2 separate regions of the Macaca mulatta genome follow, and region 2 is linked to region 1. The links are chromatin contacts, called in public Hi-C maps. All regions are on one chromosome and are shown on one strand. Each heading gives the region's core, a stretch centred on a gene start, on an enhancer-like site or on the middle of the called end of the contact. The rest is flanking DNA. Distances are from core to core; before and after follow the strand shown.

Evidence for each region. Hi-C and Micro-C count contacts between places; a contact is called where the count stands out from the background.
Region 2: a Hi-C map of fetal cortex germinal zone shows a contact between it and region 1, with 2.5 times the contacts expected there. The contact joins the promoter of MYB here to the promoter of HBS1L in region 1.

The regions. Positions count from the first base shown.
Region 1 is chr4:40,139,302-40,147,144 of T2T-MMU8v2.0, reverse strand. HBS1L (HBS1 like translational GTPase) reads left to right here and starts at 5,197. Exons shown (of 18, transcript XM_015137402.3): 1 at 5,197-5,370. The coding sequence starts at 5,328.
Region 2 is chr4:40,271,175-40,279,017 of T2T-MMU8v2.0, reverse strand. It overlaps MYB (MYB proto-oncogene, transcription factor), which reads right to left and starts at 3,591. Exons shown (of 15, transcript XM_028847137.2): 1 at 3,046-3,591. The coding sequence starts at 3,068.

The DNA of each region.
Region 1 (7,843 bases), core at 3,948-6,447:
TAAATATTCCAAAATTGTGCAAGACCAGTCACTGAAAAACAAAAAGCATTATTGAAAGAAATCAAAGGAGACCTATATAAATGGAGAGAGATATGTTGTTCCTGTGTTGAAAGACTCAATGCTAAAATGTCAGTTTTCCCCAAATTGATCTATAGAGTAAGAAAAATACAAGTTAAACTCAGAAGGAACATGTGTAGTAATTGAAAAACCTCATTTAAAAACACCTATGGAAATACCAAGGACCTAATATAACTAAGAAAACTTTGAAAAAATAGAACAAAGTTGGAGGATTAACATTACTCGATTTTCAGATTTATGAGGCTGCATTATCATGACAGCATGGTAGTAGTGTTAAGGTAGATCAATAGATCAGTAGTAGATCAGTAGTATATCAATGGTCCAGAGACACACTGACACCAACAACTGATTTTGGATAAAGATGTTGATGCAATTCAGGGAAGAAAGGACCTTCTTTTCAACAAATGGTTGCAGAACAACTGAATGTCCATAATAAGCAAGAAATAAACTTTTTTTTTTTGAGACAGGGTCTTGCTCTGTTGCCCTGCTCACTGCAACCTCTGTCTCTCTGTCTCTTGGGTTCAAGCGATTCTCCCACCTCAGCCTCCTGAGTAGCTGGGACTACAGGTGCGTGCCACTATGCCTGGCTAAGTTTTGTGTTTTTTATTAGAGACGGGGTTTCGCCATCTTGGCCAAGCTGGTCTCCGACTCCTGACCTCAAGTGATCCGCTCACTTCAGCCTCCCGAAGAGCTGGGATTACAGGTGTGAGTCACCACGGCCAGCCAAGAAATGAACTTTGATCCAAACCTTTCCTCATATACAAAAATCAACTGAAAATCAACCATAAACCTACATGGAAAATCCCAAATTGTAAAACTTATTTTAAAAAGGAGAAAATTTTTGTAACTTTAGATCAGGCAGAGATTTCTTAGTTATGAAATCAATAGCATACTCTATTAAAGAAAAATTTGATAAACTGGACTTTTTAAAAATGAAAAACTTCTATTCAAAAGACACTGTTAACAGTATAAAGAGATGAGTCATGTACTGGAAGAAATATTTCCAAATTTTATATCAGATAAAGAAATTGTATCCAGAATATAGAAAGAACTCTCTACTACAAACACCCTATTAAAAACTGACCAAAGATGCAAAGACTTCACCAAAGCTGATATATGGAACTGTCAAATAAGCTAAACATCTTTTTATTTTTTTTCCTCAAGACAGAGTCTCGTTCTGTCACCCAGGCTGGAGTGCAGTGGTGTGATCTCGGCTCACTGTGACCTCCACCTCCCGGGTTCAAGCGATTCTCCCCCATCAGCCTCCCGAGTAGCTGGGATTACAGGTGTGTGCCACCACACCCAGCTAATTTTTTGTATTTTTAATAGAGATGGGGTCTCACCATGTTGGCTAGGCTGGTCTCAAACCCCTGACCTTGTGCTCCACCCATCTCAGCCTCCCAAAGTGCTGGGATTACATGCATGAGCCACCGCGCCAGGCCATAAGCTTAACATCTTTAGACCGTATGAAGTGTTGGTAATGATGTGGAGAAGATAGAGAAAATGGAACTACATTGCTGGTGGAAACATAAAATGTTACAACTGTTTTGGAAAACAGTTTCACAGTTTCTTTAAAAAGCTAAAGATAACCAATCATATCATTCTGCTCCTAGGTATTTACCCAGGAAAAATTAAAGTTTATGTTTATATGAAGATTTGTACACAGATATTCACAGAAGCCTTATTTGTAGCCATCAAAATGGAAAACAACCCAAATAGCTCTCAATGGGTGACTGGAAAAACAAATTGTGGTATACCCACACAGTGGAATCCTCCTCTAATGAAAAGGAATGAACTGTTGATTCAAGCAACTACAAGGGTGAATCTCAAAATAATTATGCTGAGTGAATTAAGACAGATAAAAAACAACACATACCATATGACTTCACCTGTATAAAATTTTAAAGAATGCAAACAACTCATAGTGACAGAAAGACGAGCAGTTATTGTGAGGGGCCATGGTGAGGAAGCCTTGATGGGCAGGAAGGATCCTTGGATATTCTGGAATTTTTATTCTGGATATAAAGGTACTTTAGGAAACTTTTTAAAGTCTGGATATGTTCATTATCTTGATGGGGTTGATAGCTTCACTGGTGTATACATATGTCAAAATGTATCAAAATTACACATTATATGCAGTTTATTGTCAACGATACCTCAATAAGGCTGTTAAATTTTTTTTCAGTAATGTAGTTATGCTTCTTTCATTCATAATTTTTTTCACAAATCAATACAAAATGATTTGTATTGTTATTTATGACATTTAACCATTCCATAGCAAGATAAATGTCATTTTATTTCTCTTCTTTTACTCATTAATTCATTCAGCAAACATTTAAAGTGCCAGACATTAGGGTGCTGGAGAAACAAAGATAAAGCTTTGTAATTAGTGGGGGTAGAGAACTGGCATCTATTGAGTACCCACTCTGCAACACCTACTGTTTTTTCATACATCATTTACTTTTCACAAAACAGATGACATACATTTTCATATATATCCATTTTACAGATGAAGAAATTAAATCCAAAGGGATTAACAGCAACAAAACTGGGACTGAAATCCAGGTTCATGATATTCCAGAGTCATAGTACTTTCCATCAAAACACAATACCAGAGTCTTTTTTTTTTTTTTTCTTTCTTTTTTTGAGACGGAGTTTTGCTCTTGTTGCCCAGGCTGGAGAGCAATGGCGCGATCTCGGCTCACTGCAACTTCTGCCTCCTCGGTTCAAGCGATTCTCCTTCCTCAGCCTCCCAAGTAGCTGGGATTACAGTCGCCCACCACCATGCACGGCGAATGTTTTTTTATTTTTAGTAGAAGACTGGGGTTTCACCATGGTAGCCAGGCTGGTCTCGAACTCTTGACCTCAGGTGATCCACCTGCCTCGATGTCCCAAAGTGCTGGGATTACAGGTGTGAGCCACGGTGCTCGGACCACACCTGCAGAGTCCTGAGGGGAGTGTAACAGTCCTAACTTTTTCTGAAGAAATCAGTGAAGGCTTTGCTATTGAGGCTCTATTGTTTGAGATGCAGTAGAGGCTGTGCAATATTTAGAGTTTTAAAGGAGTGCATTATTGACGACCTAAGGGCAAATTATATATTATCTGGCAGAAGTAATGTTTTCTTATTCATTGCTTCTGTAGCACTTTGCTTATGTGGTCTATTTATAACTCATTCACTTCATACCTCAGTGAGTTGTAGTTAAGCTTGCAATTGACAATTACAGTGGAGTGCAAGCTGCCATTTGTATTTTAATAACACGATTTTTTGGGGGGGGCGGGGAGGACAGAGTCTCACTCTGTCGCCAGGCTTCAGTGCAGTGGTATGATCTCAGCTCACTGCAAACTCTGCCTCCTGGGTTCAATCAATTCTCCTGCCTCAGCCTCCCGAGTAGCTGGGACTATAGGCATGCACCACCACGCCCAGCTAATGTTTGTATTTTTAGTGGAGAGGGGGTTTCACCATGTTGGCCAGGATGGTCTTGATCTCTTGACCTCATGATCTGCCTGCTTCAGCCTCCCAAAGTGCTGGGATCACAGGAGTGAGCCACCGCAGTCGACCAATAACACAATATTTTTAAGCACCTACTATGATCTGTGATAAAACCTCTTATGTGGATAAATTATTCACAGCTCGCGAGTTAGTATTACTATCTCCATTTTACAAAGAAACAGGTGGCAAAATAAAAATTACCTAAGGGTATAAAATAATAAAAACACTTAAGCCATATAACATTAGCAACTATCTCTATTTTTTTTTTATCTTGGAGCTACATTAAACAACAATTTTTGTAGTCGAATACATTCAAATGCATGAATAAATTACGTTCCAAGCCACTTACAAATATAAACTAAATTTGGATTACTCTTATTTCTTTCTATTGTGCATAGCAAAAAGCTGAGTAAGCTTTTAATTATCTCTAGAATTTGACATTTGCCTTTGATGTGAAGTATCATCATTTCAAAAACACAAGCTAAAACTGAAGTGGTTTGTTCAGTATAATGAGGTTGGTTTCTTATATAACATTATTAACTTTATGTTCTAAGAAATGAGGACATTTAATAGTGGGTTATAGATTCATGCATCAACAACATTCATCATTACTACCTAAGGCCAGTGCTATGTCTAAAAACCTATATTTAATACAATGTTACACACAATTATGTGTTCAATGAATGTTCAGTGAATCCTTCTTTATGATGCTAATAAATATCGTTTATATAGCTAAAATCGTTTACATAGCTAAGGGCAAATCGTTGTTTACTGGAGATACTAATGCCGAACGGAGTGAATACATGAAGTTGTAAATTATATGAAAGCAGGGTGACCTATTATAGCCAGAGTCTCAATTTAATAATATATACCCGTTTAAAAATAGCCTTATTTCCTCCTCTAAAGCTTGGACTCTTTTTTTTTTTTTTTTTTTTTTTTTTTTTAGATAAGTTCTCACTTTGTCGCCCAGGCTGGAATGGAGAGGCCCGATCTCAGCTCACTGCAGCCTCGACTGCCCGGGCTCAGAGGATCCCCCCACCCCAGCCTCTTCAGTAGCTGGGACTATAGGTCTGCATCACGGGGCCGGCTAGTGTTTGTATTTTTTGTAGAGACGGAGTCTCGCTATGTTGCTCAGGCTGGTCTCAAACACCTGGGTTTAAGCGATCCGCCCTCCTGGGCGTCCCAAAGTGCTGAGATGACAAGCAGGAGCCACCGCACCGGCCTGGGCTAAATCTGCTACCAAGTTTACACAAGTTTGTTGAATGCCTACTGTGTGCCTAATTAAAGATCAAAGTTTGATAAGACAAGGTCCCTGCTCTTACTGAGCACATAGCTTTCTCAGGTTATCAGAAACCACATTTGTAAAATAATCCAGAACGCTGGCGTAAGTAGGTCAAGTTTCCCCGCTTGCAACATTTAGTCCAAACCAGTCAGTTCTAGGAGGCGCGATTTCCCCATCCCCCTCCGTCGCCCAACCTTTGGGTGGGGCCACGCCCAAAGGCTCCCTCCCCTCTTCCCGCCGTGCGCAGCAGTGCGCATGCGCCCTCAGGGAGGGGACCAGTGACCCCCCGCCCAGGCTTTGCCGTCGCGCGGTGCACAGATAAGACGTCGCGCTTGCGCAGGCGCTCGGCGCAGAGGCTTGCGGGAAACCAAGATGGCGCATGGGGGTTCTCCAGGGCGCAGTTGGCACCTTATCAGTATCTAAGCGGAGTGTTTTGGAAGGAGTTAAGGGGCTGTGGCAAACGCCCTCTCCGCCGTCATGGCCCGGCATCGGAATGTTCGAGGCTATAACTACGATGAAGGTAGGAGGCAGGGTCATGCCGGGACGTTCTTTTGCGGTTACAGCTGGGATCCTAGCCCGTTGGCATCTACTTCAATCTGTGAGTTTCTCGTCAGTGGTGCCCTGTCGGAATTGGGAGAGCCCAGTTGGGGAATATTACAGGCCTTCTAGTGCCGCCAAATGCCGTCGTTTTAAAGTCATGATTTCTGCCCTCTGGTGTTGATTTTGTTTGGGGAGGGAGAGGTGCTGAATAGCGTCATATGGGTAGGACATTGGTGAGGTTGGGATCCGGTGATATTTAGTCACGTAAGCATTATCACCTCTTCCATTGTTTCCTCCCATGTCGGGCACTCACGTGCCTGCTTCTAGCTCCTCTCTTTCAGACCCCCTTTGAGAAATGTCCTTGAAACGTTGCTTATTTGTAAAACACAGATTGACAATGCTTACATTCAACAGACCTGTACCTGTGCTAGATTTACACGGTAAATCTTTTCTGTGTGTCCATACATACTTAGTGCAGAACCAGTTTGCGCTAATTTATTTTTCAACAAATTTCAAAGTGGAAACTTAGGAGATAGTAGAAAAGACACATATTTAAAAGGCCCAAATAATGAGTCGATCAGATGATCGTGAAGTTTATACTCAGTTCTTGGCTGGTAATGCTTGATGTAAATGTATTTTGAAATGTAAATAAACGGCGGTACTAGAAGAAAGAGTGTATGGGAAAGGACTTTTTGATATTAAAAAATGAAATAAAAGAAAAATGTCTATATGAATGTTCTGTAGGAGTTAACAGGAGTTAGAATTATTTTTAGGAGGAGCACATCCCTCTTCATGCAGTAGATAACTATAGGCATCACCAAGCATCACATAAACTAAAAATATAAACAAGTATGAACTAATGCAGAAGAAGAATAAAGACCTATGCTTTGCAAAGTGCAGAACATGTAATGCTTAATATGTTGGTGATTGTCGTTGGCACCCCAGTAGATTATTATGGAACATCAGTGTGCTCTAACTAGAATGAGGGCAGCTAACACCCTGTTCTCCATTTGGAACCTGTGACTTCAGTCCGTCTAGAACATGTGAATTTTCTGGTGGTTACTTTAGAATAGAGGCCCTTTTAAATAAGTATTGCAATGGATGGTGTTGCATGTGGACCATTGTCACCTAAGAAATGACTTTAGACTGAGAGATATTTTTGCAAATATAAAGTACATGAATAGGCCTAATTATTATTCGTTTCTTTAATAGTTGTTTATCATTTCCTCAACCACCATTAAGTTAGTGCTTAGAGTACTGTTCTAAGCTTTGAGGACTGACGGTAAGGTATTTGAGGGTAGTCTAAAAGGAGAAGATTATACCAGTTACAGATTATTAGAGTATGAAAAATGCTACAAAAGGTACTGAGAAAACGCTATGGGAGGGATACACAGATGAGAACACTTAATTCAGAATGGATTGGGGGGAGTAAGCAGGATTTCTATGTGAAGGAATGCTTCATGGAGAAGAGGTGGTTGGCCTCAGGGAGCACCTTGGCTACTTGAGGTCAGGTTGTCATGTTTCTTTGGAACAATTGGTGACATCATAACCAAGCTGTTCCTGTAACATTAAGGAGGTTCATCCCCTTTTCTTGTTTATAAAAGTTGTACTCATTATCAAGGTCCAGTTTATTTCTCTTCTTCCCAGTTAGGCTTTCTCTTGAATTCTCAGAATAATAATTTAAAAATTCTCTTAAGTAATACAACCTCATTAGAGAGAGTGTGTGTTCTAAAACCTATTGGTTTCTCTACTTAACTCCCACTTTGTTTTTCTCTGTAATTTATATAATACTTTACATGACTGCCTCAGTCACTGATTTAAAAGTCCCAGGAAGGCAAAATCCATACTTTAAGTGGCTGACATAGTGTTCTTTACATGTAGTAAATAGTCCATAATTTTGTTGATTGAGGAAACAAACTACCAAGATTGCAGGAAAGAATTCTTTTCATCTTTTTATGTGGTGGCACTTTAGGGTCAATTTCAGCATTGACAAGCTGACTTAGTAAAAAAAGAGTCTCATTATGTTTTTTTTTTTTAAGAGACGGGATCACACTTTGTTGGCCAAGCTGCAGTGTGAGTGCAGTGGCATGATCATAGCTCTCTGTAACCTCCAACTCCTGGGCTCAAGCAGTCCTCCTGCCTCAGCCTCCAGAGTAGCTAGGTCTATAGGCATGTGCCCCATGGCTGGTTGATTTTTTTTATTTTAGTAGAGACAGCATCTGGCTGTATTGCCCAGGCTGGACTCAAATTCCTGGGCGCAAGTGAGATCCTGCCTCCTTGGCTTCCCAAAGTACTGGAATTATAGGTGTGAGCCACCATGCCTGACCTATTGTTGTCTTCAGTATCTGAAAATATTTTGTTTGTGAATGGCCCCTTGTTTATTTTCAAATAAATTTTTATTAACTTGGGATTGTGATCTAATAATTTATTTAATCATATATCTTTTTGCCCAA
Region 2 (7,843 bases), core at 2,342-4,841, 130 kb before region 1:
TTTTAAGCAACAATTTGATAGCCCAGGTTGTATGGTGACATGATGTAATCCAAATTTAAAATACCATCACCACCACCAAATAAAACTCCAGGAAATATATATTTATAATCTGTAATAATTCCCTTCATTTAGTTTTGAAACAATAGCCTAGTTCTGTTTCCACTGTCAACAGGAGGCACTAAACAACTTCTGAACAAGAATTACAAAAATATAAAACACAACATGATAAAGCAAAAAAAAAAAAAAAAAAAAAAAAAAAAAAAAAAAAAAAAAGCTATAAAGCCCAGAGGTGTAAGCCTGCATCTTTTGAAAGATTCACAGGGAACTCCTTGGAAAGCCCCCAAATGCAGTCCCTTGTGAAATGTGAGAGACACCAAGAAAACCAGAGGAATCTGAAACTGCAGTCATAGATTCAAGTCGAATTAACTTTTCAGGTTTGGCTGGATCTAGAGGTCACATTTTCAGAACTGAGGACATTTTTCAGAGCAGTCATTGAGCACCTCTCTCTCTCGGCAGCAGTTTTAACAACCCAGGAACAAGCAACCTATTCAGCCGCCCGCAGGGGGCAGCCAACGTCAGGTGAGAGCACGGGAATCAACAGGACTAGGGTTCTGGAGGCAAAGGTTCTAGTCTAGCCTCCACCTTGCTGTATGACTTGGACAAATCACTTCCTCTCTCTCAAGACTTCAGTTCCCCGCCTTTACATAAGGGCTTGCTTGGATCCTATTTCTAAGGTACTTTCCAGCGCTAATACATGACCCCCCCATGTCTTTCCGTGCCTCTTAAAAGCTAAGCACAGGAGCAAAGATGTGCAAAACCAAGGTCTTGGGGGCAAGGTGGAGAATGACTTCTGCGGGACCTGAAGGGGCCAGGACGCAGCAGGGCGAGTCCGGGGCTGCTCACGCGCCCAGTTCCTGAGTCTCCCTGCCAGGCTGGGCACCCAGGCTCGCCTTTGAACTTTGCATGCGATTTGCTTGCTCTAAGTCGTCCTAGTAGCATGATTAATTTCTTCTAAGGAACCTGAAATAACTTTTGCTTTATCTGCTCTGACGAGATCTCAGACCCAACAGTCAGAGGACTTTCAAAGGCTGATTTCAGGGTTGATGCACTCTACTCCCCACCTGCTAGACCCGGTGTGGTTACAAGAGTACAACTATGAATATTACATTCTGTCAAGGAAACAAACCGTGCAAAGAAACGAAAAAGAAAAGAGGTGCTGGGGGTTGGGAAGAGGGAGGGGAGCGGGAGGAAGTGCCTTGTGGCCGCTACTGTGATTCGGAGGGGTTCAAACTCATTTCGCTGACCTGGTTAATATAATCCCTGCCGAGTTGACGCTCGCCCTTGCAAGAAACGGCTCCGAGCCCGCAGTCGGGTTTCTCTTCCCCCTGAGGCAGGTTCAAGGCTCCCGCCCCTCCCGGCCGCCTCCCCTCTGGGCTACCTGGAGCCTCAGGGAACCTGCGCGGCCCCGCCCCGCGGGGGCGGCCGAGACCTCGGGGCGCGGAGCCTCTGCCGCGCCTCCTCCCAGCACCTCTGCCCGACTCACTCCTCCCGCTGCCAGTTTCAGGTCTCGGAAAAAAAAAAAAAAAATACAGACGACCCCAGTAGCTGTACTGTTAAGTCCTAAAGGCGAAAAGTGGAGCCCTCGAGGGCAGCACCTGCCCCGCGCCACCAGGCGCCGGGGGAGGCATAGGGAGCCCGGGGCTCCCCCAAGTCGCCCTCTAGTCCTCAGAGCCCAGTCAAGCCCCAGCGCTGCTCCCCGCCTGCTGCTGCAGGGTCTCCACCCACGCTCTTTGCAACTTCTCAGCGCCGCGCGGGGACCAGCGCCCGCAGGCTCAACAACAAACCAGTAGGAGAAAATAAAATAACCTAAGGAAAGGCGAAAGGATTTGCTTTGCCTCCACGGACTTCTCCCTAGAACTCCTTCGCGAGGGTCCGTCCGGTCACCGCGCCTCGGCCGGGGCGACCTAAGGCGGCTGAAGGAGGGCGCGAGGAGGCGCGGCGACCTCAGTCGCACCCACGTGTGCGCGCCGCGCAGGGACCTCTCGACTGGGGGCAGAGCTCGCGGGGATCGCGTCCCGGTTGCGCGGCAGCGTCCTTAGGTGCTGCCGGCCTCGGTCCCCTTGAGCCGAGTGGCGACTGCAACAGCCGCCGAGCTAGCCCCAGCACCCGCCGCTGGCAGGGAGCCCCCAGCGTGTGCTGCTGGGGAAGTCCAGAGGCCGGTGGAGGCTGGGGAGCCAGCAACTGACAGTTCGGACGAGGATTTCCCTCCTCCTCCTCCTCTCCCTCTTCCCATCTGTCCGGCCAAAAATGTGAGGGGATTGCATCCATGTTCCCAGCGAGCCTGCCTAAGTGCAGTGACATGTGCGACGCCGGCATGTGTAGGTGCGCATGCAATGTTTGCAGTGGAAATAAAAGCCTTTCACAGAATAATGGTTCGAACCTCCAAAACCAGGTCTCAAGACAATTTGCAAAAGTAGAGACCCCTTTATCCCCCTAAAATCTGCTTTTCAGCCGCCTGTCAGCTGACACTGGTCCTCGCCTCCATAAAGAATGAATGAAATTTAAATGAACTACCTGCAGCTACTAAACAATCCAGCATTTTCCCTGTATCTGCCATATGCTCTGCACTTCCAAGTCCAAACATATCTCAATGCATCCAGCAATTACGCTGCGGATCCGTCGCCGACACCCGTGGCATCAAGCCAGGCACCTGGTAGGGTCCCCGGGGCTGGAGGGCACCGCTCTGTCCCTGGCTGGAACGTGCTGCTTTCTTTTTCCCCCTAAATAAAAATGTATCCCCATGCAACTTGCAAAATGAGCCGCAGGGCGTGCTTCCCAACCTCCGGATACATTTCCCGCAAAGACTCTTCCATTCATCAGTCTCTGGAGCTGCTTCTGCTGCCGAGACAGGGGCTCCAGGTCCTCGCAGGGTCTGACAGCCCCTCAGACGATCCCGGAACGAATTCCCACCTGTTCCCAGTAGCCTGGCGCCCCGCGCGCCCCCGCGTGCCCCCGCCCTCGACCGCCCGCCGGGCTCCCCGTTACCTGTGCCGGGGTCTTCGGGCCATGGCGCGGCGGGCGCGGGGCTCCGCCAAGAGCCGCGGGGACCGCACCGGGCTGCCGCCTCCCGCTGCCCGCCGCCTGCCTGCGTCCCTCCCCGGCTGCGCAGCGGCGCTCCGCACCGCCGGGGCGAAGTTTCTCAGGAGAAAGAGGAGGAGGAGGTCACGGAGGAGGAGGAGAAGGAGGAGGAGGAAACAGGTTGATATTAAAGTGTAAACTCTGTAAACAGAGATGCCATCAAACAAAGAGCTTTGGACACTCCCCCTCCCGCCAAATCTGGCGCCCCTGCAGTGCGCACGCGCCCTGCCCGCCGCCTCCGCGGTCGCCCTGGCTGCCGCCCGCTGGGCTGCCGGGCCGGCAGGGCGGCAGCTCCCATTCGGCGCTCGCGCCGCCGGGGTGCGCCTAGCGCGCCGCGAGGCCCGGGAGGCGCGCGGGCGGGGAGCCCGGGGCCGGGGAGGGGCGGCCGGGGGCCGCGGCGGCGCCTTTTCCTGCGCAAACCCCGCTCCCGGCCGCGGCGGGGCCGACCCGCGCCAAGTCCCGCCGCCTCCCCTCCTCCCCGGCCGCCGCACCGCGGTCGCCCGGCTGCGCGTGCTCCAGGGCAGCGGGACCCGAGCTCCTCCAGCTCCCACTCACGGTCGCGGGGGCGGCAAGCGGTGGGGGGAAATTCCTGCACAGAAGATTGGATTTTCGTCAAGGTTTACAACTGTGCCCTCTGGAGACGGGGAAATTAGGAGTTGGAGGAGTAGGGGATGGGAGCATGTGTGTTCGTAGGATGTTTGGCTAGAGTTTTTTTTCCTTCTTAAATAAATAACATCTATAATTTAACTTGTTAGTGACAAAGAACGCTTCAATACAAGTGGGCGGCAGCTATCACCGCTCTCTAATGGAGCGCCCCGGCGGAGCTTTCACTCCCCTCCCGGATCCTACAGCCGCCACCGTCGTATTGTCACATGTCCTTCACTCTCTCCCCAGCCCACACCCGGGCCCCACCCACCCCGCCCCGCCCGGCCCAGGCGATGCCCACAGCACACCTCAGCTCCCCTCCCTGCACAGCGCACACGCCCTGGATTGCACACCTGCAAAAAAAAAAAAAAAAAAAAAAAAAAACTCGGGGGTCCAGAGAGCCCGCCCCTAGCAGAACTCAGGAAACCCTACGTTTGCATGCGTGGTTTTAGAAGTAAAACAGTTTGTGATTTTGGGGGTCGGTATCCCTGCTTAGTGTCATTTGAGCGCTCTATTTTACGAGATAAAATCAGCAAAGGCTTTCGTGTTGTTTAATGAGGGTCTCCAGAAGTAAAGGAAGAAGATAAGTGCTGAATTTATAAGGATTGATGATTGGGGGGATTTTAGGGGAGTTTTAGTTTTACTTCCGTTTATAGATTAGAACCATTGGGGATTTTTTTTTTTTCATTCTCTGTACACACTAATGTATTTTTCCTTTAATCTTTTAGGAGTTTGAGACTTCTGCTGACTGGGTTTGTGGGTGTCCCATGTGCCCCAGCAGTTCAAACTTAGCTCAGAAAGCATTTTTTCTTACTAAAAAAGCATGTTCTTACTAAAATGAGTCATGATTTTATTAAACGGTGAAGCATGCGAGGTTTCAAGACTATCTGGTGTTTTAGACTTTCTTTAAAATTATTATATAGTTTAAATCTTTATCAAGTGTTAGTTGCTAGTAAGGGTTTTAACATTCCTTTCCTCCTGAGAAGAAAATAACACTGAAACAAAATTACTGTGAGGTATTTCGGATCACAATTACAAAGGACAAGTCAAATTAATACTTTTAAAGCCAATATTTATTTCTAGATTCTATAATAATTTTCTTTCTTCGCATCAAAAATAAACAAAATCTTTTAAAAATATCTAGAGTAAACATCTAGAAACCACCCCTAAAGGAATGCATTCTGGCTTTGGGATTGCTTTATGAATCTAACCGGCAAGGTTCCCAATTGCTGAGTCTCTTGGACACAATGTGAGTATCTGAACCCTTTGCGAAGTGAGTTCATAGCCTCTTTTCCAAGATTTTAGGAGGTGGAACTACTCCTAAATTCTTGAACCCCTTTAAAGTAGAAAGATACTAAGTTCAGTTTTCCTTTTTTTTCTTTGTAAATCATTTTCCTGTGTATCGTTTTGAGAATTTATAATTTTTCATTTCCCAGATATTTTGGGATATAGTTTTACATTTTTCCCTCAGTTGTATGACAATAATATGTTTGGGAATATGCATAGTCCAATAAAGAATACATATGCAGTAATTTTATTAGGCTAATGTTGGATATATTGCTATCTGATAAGCTTATGGAAAAACAGAATCAAATGGAGTTATCAAAATTCTTGTATGGATGAAACTACATTTTTAAACTCATTACAGAATGTTTGTATTTATACATTTTCTCTCTCCACTTATAATTATTACAAAAGTATTTTTAGATGACAACTTTACACATTTCCTAACTTTTTTTTTTTTTTAAGATCTGCTAACTACATCAGTTATTTTAGCTGTGGCAGGGCTGCACTGGAGCTAAATTTGGGTACAGCCTTTCATTTGCAGTGCACTAGAAAGGGGTCAGGAAACTCTTCTGTAAGAGACCAGATAGTAAATGCTTTGTAGGCTATGTTGCATATTCTTCTGTGTCTTTTCTTGTCTGTCTTTCTTTTTGTCTTTTTTTACAACCCTTTAAAAATGTAAAAACTGTTTTTAGCTCAAAGACTGTATTGAGTCTGCAGGCCAACACTAGAGTAGTTGGCCAACACTAGAACAGTTATCCTCAATGTTTAGAGCCCCAGTGTCCAATCTTTTGGCTTCCCTGGGCCACATTGGAAGAAGAAGAATTGTCTTGGACCACACATAAAATACACTAACACTAATGATAGCTGATGAGCTTAAAGAAATATCGCAAAAAAATCTCATAATATGTTTTAAGAAAGTTTACAAATTTGTGTTGGGCCGCATTCAAAGCCATCCTTGGCCATATGCGGCCTGTGGGTCACAGGTTGGACAAAGTTGCTTTTGAGTGTATCAGAATTGCTGGGTGTATCCATGAAAGATGCACAGTCCCAGGCTGTCCACTAGAGACCATGATTCAGCAGGTTTGAGATGAGGCCCAACAATCTCCATCTTTAACAATGGTTTCCATGGAAGGCCTCCAGAGCACTGGTTGATAATCTCAGTTTCAGAGTGAAGACAGACTGGTTTGATACACTTTTACGTTTTTAAAAAATAAAATATATATATATTTTTTTGAGACAGGGTCTCCCTCTATTGCTCAGGCCGGAGTCCAGTGGCACCATCACAGTTCATTGTAGCCTTGACCTCTCAGGCTTAAGTGATTTTCCCCTCTCGGCCTCCCAAGTAGCTAGAACTACAGGCATGCAGCTCTACGCCCAGTTAATTTTTAAAAATTTTGTTGAGATGAGGTCTCACCATATTGCCTAAGCTGGTCTCAAACTCCTAGGCTCAAGCGCTTGATCCTCCTGCCTCAGCCTCCCAAAGTGCTGGGATTACAGGTGTGAGTCACCGCACCCAGCCCACTTTTACCTTTGCCATTTTTCTCTCACCACCTTCCTCTCCCTCATTCACTTTCACCTCTCCTGGGCTAAAGATTCAGGCTCGCCATAACCCAAAATAATTTAAGCACTGGGGAAGGGCTGAAGGACAAAATATGTATAAAAGATACAAATTCCAGTTTCTTTGCTTCTGATTGCTGGGAAATCCTGGGCACATGGTGGATCTTTAATCCTCGTGATCCGCATCCCAAAGATGAATGAGGCTCATCAATGGTGAAAACAGACCAGATTAGGGGACTCCATGTCTCTACCACCCACCTTTCCTCACCCACTCAACCCAGTTTGGCTCAGGGCATTAAGAGGGAAATAGTTACAGTAAATGGTTAAAATGCAGACAGTTCTTAATTATTTCAGTTAATGAAGAACAGCTGTGGCATGTATAATTGAAAGCCATAGGTTTGAGATAAATCTCATGTTGGCTCCCCCAGCAAATCTTTTAGTAATGACAATGGGCTAAGTGCTACTTCAGTGTAGTATGTTTCATAGAACCTCCATAACAGTGTAGTATGTTACATAGAACCTCCCTAACAGTATAGCGTGTTTCATAGAACCTCCCTAACAGTATAGCATGTTTCGTAGAACCTCCATAATAGATAGTGACCAAATAAATTTTTATTTTTAAATGATTCCTGGATTTCGCACTTCTTGTTTGTTTCTTTTTTCCAGATTCTCATCAACTTATATATTCCTATGACGACCAACCTACATGTTTTTATTGTCGTTTGAGCTGTCTTGTATAAAAGGTATGAGTCTTTCCATAAAGAGGGAAGGACATTCCAGAGAAAGGCAAAAGTGGGAGCAAAAGCACACAATCAGAATCCACAAGGCATGTTCCCAGCATGGGAAAGAAGGAGCTAGCCAGATTGCCTGAAGCAAGGAGAGCTTTGAAGGCCAGATTCGTGTATGTGAGTTGAATAGCAAAACTATACTATCAGAGCTGTGTGTGTGGAAGATTAATCTAATAGTATTGTCAGATAGATTGGAGTGAGAAGAGACAAGGGGAAGAGGCTTGTTAATTGTCTGGGGTAGGACAGTAACCCTAAATGGAATGAAAAGGAGGAGGCAGATCAGAAGAACATAGGCAGAGCCTTCAAGACTTAGCAGCTGATTGGGTCGCTAAGGATATTAGAGGCACCATTAATAGAAATAGGGAAGTCAAGAGGGGAAGAGAAGTATGCACTGGGAGATTCAAAGAGGAAAGTGTGTTTAGATTTCG